Linked DNA regions of Mus musculus: region 1 is linked to region 2. The links are chromatin contacts, called in public HiChIP or PLAC-seq maps. All regions are on one chromosome and are shown on one strand. Each heading gives the region's core, a stretch centred on a gene start, on an enhancer-like site or on the middle of the called end of the contact. The rest is flanking DNA. Distances are from core to core; before and after follow the strand shown. Region 1 overlaps Unc13a (unc-13 homolog A). Region 2 holds the start of Ccdc124 (coiled-coil domain containing 124).

Region 1 (6,211 bases), core at 934-3,433, 780 kb after region 2:
CACGGGATTTTATGTCGTCATCTTCATCCCAAACACGAACCTTGATCCGGTCAGAGGAGTTGTGACATTCACTGTGTAGGGAGTTAGACCGAAGGGCAGGCATCAGGCTGCTGCCCTGTGTCCAGTTTCAGAGGTCCCTAAAAACTAACCTAGAAGCAAGGCTGGGAACCCAGCCAGTTACTCACAAATGAAAATTCTCTTCCCACACTGGGTTGAGGTTCCCGTAGATGGTTTTTGTCCTTTTCTTGGTCTTCCCAACCTGGACGGTGACATAAGGGTCACTGGATCCTGTCTTGTCCTTGGCCTGCAAGCCCTGGGCACAGACCACTGAAAGACACACCACACACATGTGCTTTCAAGATGGGGGAACTTGCCAAAAGCAGTCACTAGCACGTGCCCCAGGAGATCTGTGACATGGGCCAGCCACGGCGACAGCCCAGCTAGTCTTGCTAGAGAGTTGCCACAGGGCTCCAAAGCTGATGCATCTACCCTTCCCATATATCCATTTACCCATCTGTCTCTCAGTCCACCCATTCATACAATAAATCCTGCAGCTACCCAACCTTCTATCCACCCACCTATCTATCCATCCACCATCCATCCATCCATCCCTCCCTCTCTCTCTCGTATTTTCCATCTACCCTGCCATCCTGCCACCTACCCACCTATCCAAGCCTTTATCCACTCATCCTTCCACCCACTACCCATCAACCTATCCACCCACCCTTCCATTCACCCACTCCTCTCTCCTATTGTCCACCTACCCATTCATCGATATGCTAGCTCCCTACTCATTCACTCACCACTCTTCCACCCATCTATCTATTGTCATCCATCCATCCATCCTCCCTCATACCCAAGCCTTAAACCTCATCCATCCACCTATCTATCCATCCAGCTACCCATCCATCACCCATCCACTTATGCACCATAGGTGGGACCACTCTCACATGCATGCTAGAGGCAGCTTCCCTGAGGTCCACCTCAAGCTGCAGCCCTCTCTCGGTTCCAGGCACCCCTCGGTTCTCTCCCCAGGGCTGTCTGTGCACGCACACCTGTGATGCTAATTTTGGCAGACCACTTGGATGTGCCGTCCAGCACACTCTGCTTGACAGCTTTCATCTGCTGTGTGTGTGCGCTCTTGGTGACCGCGAAGATCTCTTGGATAAGCTCGAAGATCTCAGGCTTGTTGCGCTCGCGGATCTTCATGCGGTCCTTCAGCACCATGATGATGTTCTGCGTGCGGTCTTCAGCGCCATGCTTGGAACTCTTCTCAGCCGCCCCTGAGTTGCAGATGTACTTGGCCTTAGTGACCAGCTGCTAGCTTCCAACCCTCCAACCCCGGCAGGTCACCAAAGCGCCCTACCCTCTGAGGCTACTCTGGATTGGCCACTCCTATGAGGTTCTCCTCACCTGGAATCTCCTTCCCTCCCAGGGCCCAGTCTCTTGAGACTCTCCCACCCTGAGTCTCTGCCCATCTTTAGGCCCTACCCTAGGCATTTCCCTGTCAGTCATACCCTGAATTTTCTGTCCACTGAGTCCTGCCCCAGACATCACGGTGAGTCATGCCTACACAGAGTCTCTACCTACCTACAAACCTAGTGCCAGCTGAGGGCACATCCCACTGAGATGCGGTCCTCCAAGCCACACCCTCTAGGACACACTGCATAAGGCCCCGTCCCCTCCAAGACTTCCTTGTCACTCACCTATCACCCTGTCTGAGCATCACAGCCTTCCTGCCAGGTGGGCATCCTTCCTCTCAAAGCCCTGCCCTGTTAGATCATCAGCACATTGGGACTCAGTCTCTTAGTCCCCTCCCCTCCTGAGGACCTCCTTTCTCTAAGGCAGGCAGAGTAGGAGGGCAGTCGCCTGTCTCACCCGAAAGCCCCTGTACAGACCAGCACCTGCTGCCTCTACCTCCTCAGCTTTTCTCCACTCCTGCAGCCTCATGGCCTGTCCCAGCTCATAAAATTCTCAACATTCCAATGCAGCCCCTTAATACAGTTCCTCATGTTGTAATGACCCACAATCAATTATTTGGTTGCTACTTCACAACTGTAATTTTGCTATAGTGTTACGAATCATAATGAAAATATGCAGGATATCTGATATGTTTGGGGTCGCGACCTACAAGTTGAGAACCACTTTGCAGAAACCTTGAGGAGCCCGGTCCTTAAGCTAAGCCCCGCCCACATAGCCATGCCTGTTGCCTTACCTCTGGCTCATTATACCAGTAGCATCTCCATTTCACCGCCAGAAGAACCCTGAGCTATTGCAGCCAGCGATTGAGGGCTTCCCCTCAGCCAAGCTGACCACGCAGCTCAACCTTCCCGGCCTGGTCCACTCCAGCCTGGTTCTTCCCCTCTGGTCTTGGGCCTCTACCTGTCCCTCACGGTGCAGGCGGTCTTGCTAACCCTGACCACACCCACCCGTCTCAGTCCCGCCCCTCAGTGCCTGGCCCCGCCCCTTACGCTGCAGGCAATCCGCATTGAGCAGGTCCTGGCACTTCTCGTGGCACTTAACGCCGCACTCGGTGCATCGCATGCCCTGCCGCGCGATGCCCCACAGCAGCCCCTCGCACTCATAGCAGTAGGTGGGCGTGGTGGCCGTCCACACCTCGAAATTGTGCGGCGTGGTGCAGGAGATGGGGTAGATTAAGGCTTGCAGGGTCTTCTTGTAAACGTGATTTTTCTGCAGAGGAACAAGGGCCGTATGTAACGCGGGAGTCTCGGACACCCCGGCTCCCCCCAACCCCCGCTCTTACATCATCGCGGAGTCCCTTCCCGAGCCCCCTACTCACCAGCTCTTCATTGTTCAACGTGCTGGAGGCCAAGGCCGAGGTGATGCCTGCCTTCCGAGACTGCACCAATGACTGTGGTGAGAAGGTCGCCAGTGAGTGCAGGCCACACAAGGGGAGTCTCGGTGCTGGGACTGGGGGCTGGGTCAGAAGGAATCCTGGGGGGCGAATTTCCCACACCCCTAAGGTGGGACTTGGGAGACACCCACTGAGCAAAACTCTCAGCTGGGTCGTGGTGAATAAAGGTAGCTCCCGAGTATGAGAACACCTGTTCTTCTCACCCATGAGCCTTAGCACCCACACAGGGGTGACAGCTGAAAGATCCCCCAATAAGCATGTCTGGGGAGAGACCCCCCCCATCTCCGTTACTCACCATAGCCTGAGGTCCAGGATGCAGGAGGGTGGAAATTAAGGTACATTAGTCTCAAGGACTGCCTGGGCAGTCCCCAGCCTCAGGGCCACCCTGGGCAGTGGTACAGGCCGTGCACTGCTCCTAGCAGTCCCACTCAGGGTGGGAGCATGGAGCTGCTCACCAGGTCGCTCACGAGGGGAATGGGCTTCCGTTTCCTGATGTCTGGCATGCTGTCAATGATGATAAGGCCACCACCAGGACTGCAAGATACACGGGGACATTGAGGGCCCAGTCTTGTGCCCCAGCCTTACACCCATCACTAGAGGTGCAGAACCCCCAACCTCCCCATGGGCTGAGAGTTCAACTGTCAGGCAAAGACAAACTCAAGCAAGCCTAGGAGTGTGACCTTTCTTTGGAATTCCGGCTCTCAGATGGGTAAGTTGGCATAGACTAGTACTCTTAACAAAAGAAAACAAAAAAAGACTGAGCCAGGTGATAGTGGCACATGCCTTTAGTCACAACTTTAAAGGCAAAGGCAGGCATATCTCTGTGAGTTCGAGGCCAGCCTGGTCTACAGAGTGAGTTCCCGGACAGTCAGGGCTACACAGAGAAACCTTTTCTCAAAAATAAATAATAAATAAATAACAACAAACTATTTTCTCCTCTCAATATGAGATCCTCTTGACATTCCACCCCTGTGTGAGCAACAGGTGTGAACCAACCTTGATCTCTGGTTTTAAAATATCCCCCCTTAACCAGGATGCACTGCTCACCCGCCTTTGAACCATAGAGACTTAGACATATCCCCTTCTCCTCGGGCCTGCAGGACAGACAGAAAACAGACACACTGGTCACCCCTCTATTCCTGAGGCAAGCTATTCACCCCCTTCTGTCTCCCACGTGGGTGAAGAATTGGGAAAGCCAGGTCCTACATCTCCCTGTGTAGCCCTGGGTTTTCTGGACCCTAGCCTGTAAAACAGTCTGCAAGAGGCAGAGAGCCTCTCTGTCAATCAAATCCATCGATTCTGAACACTTGACATCATTTTCCCCACTCAGTCTTGTTGCGCTCTCTCTCTCTCTCTCTCTCTCTCTCTCTCTCTCTCTCTCTCTCTCTCTCTCTCTCTCTCTCTCTCTCTCTCTCTCTGTGTGTGTGTGTGTGTGTGTGTCTGACCTGCAATCCCCCTGCCTCAGCCTCTCAAGTGCTGAGGAATGACTGCCCTGTGTCATCATATCCAGCTAAACATCTCTAATTTTTTGTTTGTTTGTTTGTTTTCGAGACAGGGTTTCTCTGTGTAGCCCTGGCTGTCCTTGAACTCACTCTGTAGACCAGGCTGGCCTCGGACTCAGAAATCCACCTGCCTCTGCCTCCCAAGTGCTGGGATTAAAGGCGTGCGCCACCACCGCCTGGTTCTAATTTTTTTTATTGTTTCATTTATTTACATTCCAAATGTTGCCCCCTTCCTGGTCCCCCCTCCAAGAGGTCTTTTCACCCCACCCCCACCCCTTTGCCTCTGAAAGGGTGCTCCCCATCCCACCCCTAAGCATCCCTAACTTAAATTTTTTATTATGATTATTTTTACGTGTATGGATGTTTTGTCTGCATTTGTATCTGTGCATCATGTGTGTGCTCCAGGTGCCCACAGAAGCCAGAAGAGGATGTTTGGTCCTTTGGATCTGGAGTTACAGACAGTTCTGAGCTGCCATATGGGTGCTGAGAGCCAAATTTGGGGTCCTCTGTAAGAGCAGCCAGTTCTCTTAACTATTTAGCCAGTTCCTTAAATACTATTCTTAAATGGGTAAGAAATCTGGTTTGTAATGTCTGTAGTGTGACTTCGGGTGGTCAGTGGTCTTCGGGTGTTCTGCTTCCTGGCGCTCCTGCCCAGTTTGGATGGCCATCTGGACATCAACACAGTTCTTTGCAAAGCTGAACTAAACTAAGGAGCCTTCAGAAGACTCACTGTGACGTCCAACTTCACCTGTCACTCTTCCTGCAGGTGGTGAGGACCTCTCTGCCAAATGTCAATTCTAACACTGACCTCTGACCTCTCACCGCTGTCCTAACCTCTGTCTTTACCCGTGAGATTGATTCCTTACATGGCTTTTCCAGTCTCGGGCCTCCAATTCGGATCATTACAGATTTGGGAAGTCCAGCTTCCGTGGGGCCAGCATGTAGAGCCAGAGCATCCGATAGGGCCACGAGAGTTGAAGCAGGGACCCTCACATCTGTCTGCAAAGGGGCTATAGAACTGAGTTTGTGGGTGGTGGGTGTGGTATTGCTGGGTGTGAGTAGGTGTGGTCTTTTGGGGTTGGGTGGGCGTGGCCTGCTGGCTGTGGTAGGTGGTGAGCATGGATTTATTGGGTAGGGGGTGAAATGATGAGTATAATATTGTTGAGGAGGGGAAGGGTGTTGAATGTGGTCTTGCTGGTGTATGGGCTGATGGGCAGGTCTTGGTGGGAGTGGCCTCTGTGGTGGGCGTGGCCTCCATGGTGGCTGTAGACATGGACTGACTGTGCCACTCACCTCCTGCAGCTGCATGCGCACCTTGTTGAAGGCTCGCAACCAGTTGGCTTTGGCTCTGGACATGGCATCCTGCCCTTCCTGGCCCTCTTCCTCCTCTCGAGATCTGAAACTAAGCCGGGGAAGGCGGGCAGGGGCTCAGAACGTCTCTGTGGGATCCCAGCCTCCCGCTCCAGCTCTGCCTACACAACGTGCTGCTCTCAGAGGCCCACAGAGCCCTCTCAATGCTGCCCTGCACCTCAGTTCCTCCAGATACCTCTCCTCAGACTTGGGGGGCTCGGCTTCCTGCGCACGCTCTGCAGCTGCCTTCTCCTCGGGTGTGGCTGCTTTGGGGATGCCTTTGGCCACCTCGGGGGCCTCTGTAGGCACAGCTGAAACCTTGTCATCCTTCTGAGGCGCAGCCGTTGGGAAGCTGATCCGCTTGAACTCTTTGGGCTCAGCCACAGTGGTGTCCTCCTGCTGGGTGTAGCTGGCCAGGTCATCAGGCACCTCCTCCTCCTCCTCCAAATCCTCTTCCTCCAATTCCTCCTCCCCCTCCTCCTCC
Region 2 (6,152 bases), core at 220-2,719:
CACACATACAGACATGGGCCTCAGCCTCGCCACAGCCTTTATTGGGAGGGTACTCCACTGGGCTCTGCAGGGCTCACGGGGACTAGGATGTCAGAGCAGGGACCCTCTGGGTTGTTGAGGATGACCTATGGCGCAGCTGGGAGAATCCCAGGCCCGGAACTCTATGAATCCCTGGTCAGGCCTGGCTGGAGGGGGATGAGCTGACTCAGACAAGCTGGACTCAGCCTGGTTCTGTCACTTGGGCGCATTAAAGGGCAGGGCGCGCTGGTTCATCGGGTTGTCAGGGGAGCGCAACCACTCCTTCTTCAGCAGCTGCTTCAGTTGCGACAGCCGCATGTTGGGGTTCTCCTGCTTCAACCGTGGCAGTTGCACCTCCTCAAACGCGGTGAAGGCCGCTCGCATCCGGCGCTCAGGATGCCGGTCAGCTTCCTCAGCCACACTGCAAGTCAAGGAGTCAGGACCCAGACCTAAGTCCCGCCCCAACAAACTCTCCTCTTCAGGGCCCCGCCCACACAGCCCGCCCCGCCCACCTGAGCACTGCGATGGCGTCCTCCACAGTGCGCGCCTCCACGCTGCCCTCTTCCTGCAGGCGCCGGTTAAGGTTCTCTTCCAGTGGCAGCTCTAGGTGGCTCTTAGCCTTTTCCACTGTGGGTGACAGGGACAGAATATGAGAACGAGGCGTTGGCGCGAAGCCCTCGGGGGATTTGCCCCAGGCCACATGCACACCTGGCTCTGCCCGCTGCTCTCTCCGCAGCGAGTCCTCGATCTGTGCACGTGTGACCTTGGCGGGCGCCACACGTGGGGCCTTGCCGCCTTTGAGCCGTGAGTCTTCCTCCTCCAGCAGGCGCTGCGTCTCCTTCTTGCGCTCCAGCTGCTCCAGGCGTCGCTTCTCCTTCTCCTCCTGCAGGGGCAACAGGGGAAGGCTATGTAGACAGAAGCTGCCTGGGTGCCCAGGGTGGAACCCAAGAGGGCGCTGCTCCCTCCTTCCCTATCCCCCCAGGGCACCCTTGTACAAAAGGACCTGGGCAGCTAAAGTGCTTCACAAGGGTATTTCCATGTGCCTTTACCCCAAAGGCAGAGAGGAATGCCTATCTGGGGTCAAAATCAAAGGTGTTTGAAGGCAGCATCTTCCGGAGGCTCCTTTGCCTCAGCGCTATCTCGCTACATGGCTTTTGAATAGCACCCTGCCCTGTGGAATTCCTCCACTAGCTCTGAACATCCCACTCCCACTCTGTCTTCTGGGGACAGAGGGTCTGGGCAGGGTCGTGCACCAGGACAGCTCATCCCAAAAGAAGGTCATCAGTACTGAGAAAGACACACAGAATTCTGATCATGGTGCGAACCTGGAGTACCACCAAGCTGCAGGGGGAGCTGAGGCAGGTGGAGAGGCTGAGCCCGGGTGTTCCAGGCCAGCCTGGGTGATAGAAACAGAACAATGACCAACCCCCTGGATAGCAGGGCGAGGCCTGCTGTGGAGACAGGGTCTCTGTTGCCACCTAGTGGGCAGACACGTCAGCACCAAGCCCGAACCACTCCAGTACCAAGTAGGCACCTGGGGCTGGCTCAAGACAGGCCTCGGTCAGGAATGTCACAATAAGGTTGGAGACAAACACAGACCCACTTCAGCTAGCTTCTGAGTATGCATCCCTCCATGGCTACCTCGAGCCACCTTTCAACACCGAAGCCCATGCCGCCCACCTTGCGTTGCTCCTTCCGCATCACGTGTTTGTCCTCATCCTTCCAGTAAGCATCTTCCAGCTCCTTCTGTTTCTTGGCATCAGCGGCCGCCTTGGCTTCAGCCCTCCGTGCTCGGGCAGCTGCCGACTTGCTGTTCTCGCCCTGGAACTTCTTGGGCATCCCTCAGCAGGCTGCAGGAAGGACACCGTGGAGGGGCTGGACTGTGACTAGGACCCACCCATCTCCAAGACTTTACAGACTGCTTGCAAAAGCGATTTTTTAAAAAACAGGGTCTCATTATGTAGAGCAGGCTGGCCTGACATGATCCTGTCTGACCCTTGGACGCTATTAGGATAGCAAGGAGCAGCGAGTCCCTCAAGTCAGCATTTCCTCTCATTTTATTAACATATATAACAACTCTGTACCCACAAAACGTAGGCAGGGCCTCCACAGGGCGGAGGGAGCTCCACCTGAACCTCCACACTGGAGGACAGGGGCTCTAGCCCTGAGCCATGTCCTCACCCCTCCCTGGTGATTCTAGGAAGGGGCTCTACTGTTGTGTTTCTTCTGAGGCTTTTGAACAATTTTTTAAAAAAGATTTATTGCTGGGCGGTGGTGGCACACGCCTTTAATCCCAGCATTGGGAGGCAGAGGCAGGCGGGTTTCTGAGTTCAAGACCAGCCTGGTCTACAGAGTAAGTTCCAGGATAGCCAGGGTGTCTTGAAAAAATAATTAATTTTAAAAGATTTATTTATTTTATGTATGTGAGTACACTGTCGCTCTTCTCAGACACACCAGAAGAGGGCACCGGGTGCCATTGCAGATGGTTGTGAGCCACCATGTGGTTGATGGGAACTGAACTCAGGACCTTGTGCTCTTAACCACTGAGCCATCTCTCCAGCCTACTGAAATAATTTTTTTAAAACTATAATTACAACGTTGTGCAAAGACCAACACTGCGTACTCCAGAAGACTCCAATCCTATCAGCTGTCACTTCCGTTCCTTGCTCCAGCTCCTGAGCTACTTCCCCTCTGCCTGTCCCTGGAGGTATTTCCGGTTAACAGACTATTCACCATGTGGAATTCTGTCTGGCTGCTGTCACTCAGCACTGGGTTTTGTGTCGTGTCAGAGCCTCTGGTGGCATATGTTGTATGGAGCATATCTAACCGTCCACCAAGGTATGGGCTTTTACAAGTCACAGTGTACTGGAACCCTGCAAGGTGGGTGATGGCTGTTGGGGTGTCCTATTTTAGACTGTGTAGATGGGGGACACTCTGTGGCCTGTGAGCCTACACTGGACCCCACCAGATGAAAGGACACACAGCCAATGTGCCTGGAAGAGACATTGTAGTAGACTGACTCCACGGTAGGCCCCCAGAACCTCAACTGTGGGGTGCTCAGGCATCCCCAGGGTAAGTGACCAAACTGAGGAGTCTGGCCTTCAGGTGAGGGGAGCACCCCTGTTCCTGTCAGGTGTGGTGGTGTGTCCCTGGGAGGCTGAGGCATGGGGACCAGAAGTTTCAGGCCATCTTAGCTACACAAAGAAAGAACCACACCCAGCATGCACTGGCTCAAGGGCTGCAGCCCACTGGGCCTCAGACTTATGCACCGAGCTCCCGCCCAGTGCTTCAGAGTGAGGGAGACAGTTCTGAGTGGCCGGGGACCACCAGGGAATTCCCACCCTCAGGCCCTCTGTTCCCTCTACAGGAGACCCTGTGCATCCTATCAGGAGACACTCCCCACAGACAGCTCAGAGCATGCAAAGGTCCAGTGGCAGGAATGAGGCTGTGTGTTCATTGGGGTCCATGGAAGCTCTGGTGGGTGAGTGAGGGGTAGGAAAGAGGAGGGGGCAGGGCTGGGGACACACTCCTATCTGGCTTACAAAGTCCCATTCAGCTCCCGTGGGCACTGCTGGGTGTGAACACCATGTGGGCAGGGATCATGAGAGCAGGCTATGAGGCCAGTTCATGAAGGGTGAGGGCCCTGACTGGCTCCTAAGCACTGTCTGGCCTCAAATGGGCCATCAGACAAAGCGCAAGGAGGACCGTGGCAACTTGGGTCCCTGTGGTCAAGGCGCTCCTGTTGGCCTCAGTTTTCTCATAGGGATGCTGTGAATTCTGACCCCGTATCATGGGGTAGGCACCCCAGCTGGACCCCAAACAGTCCCTGACTCCCAAGCTCCTCACTAGGTCTTCCCTGTGAGAGGCACACCTGCCTCGTTTGAGCCTTCAAATACACCCACCAGCCCTGCCCTCAGGACCTCACACCCAGCCTGAAACTTTCCATCCTCCTGCCTCAGCAGGATGACAGGCATGCAGCATTATGCTGGGCTCATGTTTCTCTTCTAACCCAATAAACTCCTGCTGAAACTTCAGGGCAAGGCTGGCTGGGACTAGAGGCATGGCTGCCACGCTGGGACAGGTGGATACCTCTAAGCTCCAGGCCAGCCTAGGCCATACAGAGCATCCCTCAAGAAACAAACCAGGGTGCTGGTGAGATGGCTCAGTGGTTAAGAGCACTGACTGCTCTTCCAAAGGTCCTGAGTTCAAATCCCAGCAACCACATGGTGGCTCACAACCATCCGTAACAAAAATCTGATGCCCTCTTCTGGAGTGTCTGAAGACAGCTACAGTGTACACACATATAATAAATAAATCTTGAAAGAAAGAAAGAAAGAAAGAAAGAAAGAAAGAAAGAAAGAAAGAAAGAAAGAAAGAAAGAAAGAAAGAAAGAAAGAAAGAAAGAAAGAAAGAAAGAAAGAAAGAAAGAAAGAAAGAAAGGAAGAAAGAAAGAAAGAAAGAAAGAAAGAAAGAAAGAAACCAGTTCAGGTGTAGCACCAGAGAAGGCCGACCAAGAGCTCCTGACGTTCCCAGACCGGAAATTTCTCTTTAAGGCATTTGGTGGTGGCGTTGTGGGTGTGTGGGTGTGGAGTGGGTATCCGGAGTCATTTGTATCCAGAAAGAGCCTCGGTATCTTGCCCAGGCTATCCTGGAACTCAGAATCTTCCTGACTGAATGTCTACTGTATATATGTCATTTAACAAACCATCGTCATCAGCAAGTTGGGGGCATTAAGGAGTCCGCGAGCACGGACAGCAAAGGACCCTCCTCACTAGGGACCTGATCAGATCCGCACCACCACCTCAGTTTCCGGACCTACCTAGGGTCCGAGGCCGGGCATCGTGGGCCCACGCCTGTGATTCCAGCACTTAGCAATGCTGAAGTAGGAGAATTACACTGAGTTCGAGGCAGCCTAGACTACAAAATGAGCCCAGGACTCTAAATAATCCCCTTCGAAAAGTGCCTACGTGGTTCCCCATGACTGCCAGGCCGCGCGGCAGGAGGAAAGTGACAGAAAACTCCTACTCCTCCTCCTCCAGGAAGCCCTCCCGGCTCGACCTGGGCCGGAAACTGGCTGAACTCCCCGCGAGCTTCTGCGCCTGCGCGCTGGGAGCACCCACCACCGGGCACCCCATCTCCAGTTCCGCCTTCCCGCCGGCAGGACCCCCAGGCCGAGCCGCGCCCGCCCAGCGTGCCCCGCAACCCGGCTCCGCCCGCGCCACAGCCGTTCCTACCTCTTCCCCCGGCACCGGCTCGGTCGCGTGTCAATGACGTCGCCGCGCCTGCGTACTCAACTTTCGGTGGCGCTCTACTCATGACGTTCTCGAATGCCGCCATCTTGGTAGAGTCTGTAGGAGTTTTTCTCTGAGCCAAAATACTAAACCAGTGTTGCCAGCTCTCCTTCTTTCCAAGCAAAATGTTTTCAAGAATAACACGTTATCGGCCCATCTCAGATATTGGTGAACAAAAACGGAAGATAAACGCTAAACTCCATAACGGTGACCTCACCAAGATGGCCGCTGCCCGGAGAAAAGATGGGGAGGCCGGCCCCAGCCCTGTGGCGACGGCCGGGATGTGGTTGCTGTGCCACCAGGGGGCGTCAGTGGCCCACCCGGGGTGCGGGCCTGGCTGCTCTGGGCTCTTTGTCAGGCCAATGGCTCCTCCAACTCAGGGCAAAAGTGAGAAGACATCCCTTGCCCTGTCTGAGTCGGGAAACTGAGGGTCAGACGGAGTAGAAGTTGGATTAGACTAAATGCAACCGACATGGCCGTCATGGTGTCATTCATTCCAGCACTATGGGGCCCGAAGCAGAAGGACTGACTGCAGACCTAGGCCGAAAGTGACACTATCTCAAAAATAATTGAACATAACTGAATTGCTAAATAAATCACAAGCCGGCGCGGGGCGGTGGTGGCGCACGCCTTTAATCCCAGCACTCGGGAAGCAGAGGCAGGCGGATTTCTGAGTTCGAGGCCAACCTGGTCTACAGAGAGTGAGTTCCAGGACAGCCAGGGCTACACAGAGAGATCCCAGCTGCTCGGCGTCCGCTGCTGCCCGAGTCAGCCCCCGCCTTGTTGCTGAAGCCGACTGGCACTGCTTAATCTTTTGCTTTTCTTTACTCCCCCCTCCCCTAG

The links. HiChIP or PLAC-seq counts read pairs in DNA pulled down with a chosen protein or histone mark.
Region 1: a contact with region 2 is called in an H3K27ac HiChIP or PLAC-seq map of differentiating embryonic stem cells, with 5 times the contacts expected there. The contact joins two enhancer-like sites. A contact is called at or near these places in 3 of 39 promoter capture datasets (embryonic stem cells, hippocampal neurons and pre-B cells), 1 of 484 Hi-C or Micro-C datasets (B cells) and 6 of 115 datasets of contacts at active chromatin or transcription factors (differentiating embryonic stem cells, embryonic midbrain, embryonic stem cells and 2 more).

Annotation. Positions count from the first base shown.
Region 1 is chr8:71,652,333-71,658,543 of GRCm38.p6, forward strand. It overlaps Unc13a (unc-13 homolog A), which reads right to left. Exons shown (of 44, transcript NM_001029873.2): 10 at 5,924-6,211; 11 at 5,671-5,779; 12 at 3,923-3,969; 13 at 3,331-3,409; 14 at 3,171-3,176; 15 at 2,801-2,872; 16 at 2,472-2,691; 17 at 1,056-1,283; 18 at 186-327; 19 at 1-71. Among named protein-coding and RNA genes, the nearest start is that of Unc13a, 16 kb to the right of the region's middle. Within about 2 kb of position 2,184, at least 35 of the 459 cell types and tissues checked have an H3K27ac peak or open chromatin away from gene starts, as enhancers often do. A contact at or near this core is called in differentiating embryonic stem cells, where this site is marked.
Region 2 is chr8:70,868,207-70,874,358 of GRCm38.p6, forward strand. It overlaps Ccdc124 (coiled-coil domain containing 124), which reads right to left and starts at 5,284. Exons shown (of 5, transcript NM_026964.3): 1 at 5,253-5,284; 2 at 1,699-1,868; 3 at 727-901; 4 at 531-645; 5 at 21-439. The coding sequence starts at 1,857. The coding sequence ends at 235. Within about 2 kb of position 1,470, at least 43 of the 459 cell types and tissues checked have an H3K27ac peak or open chromatin away from gene starts, as enhancers often do. A contact at or near this core is called in differentiating embryonic stem cells, where this site is marked.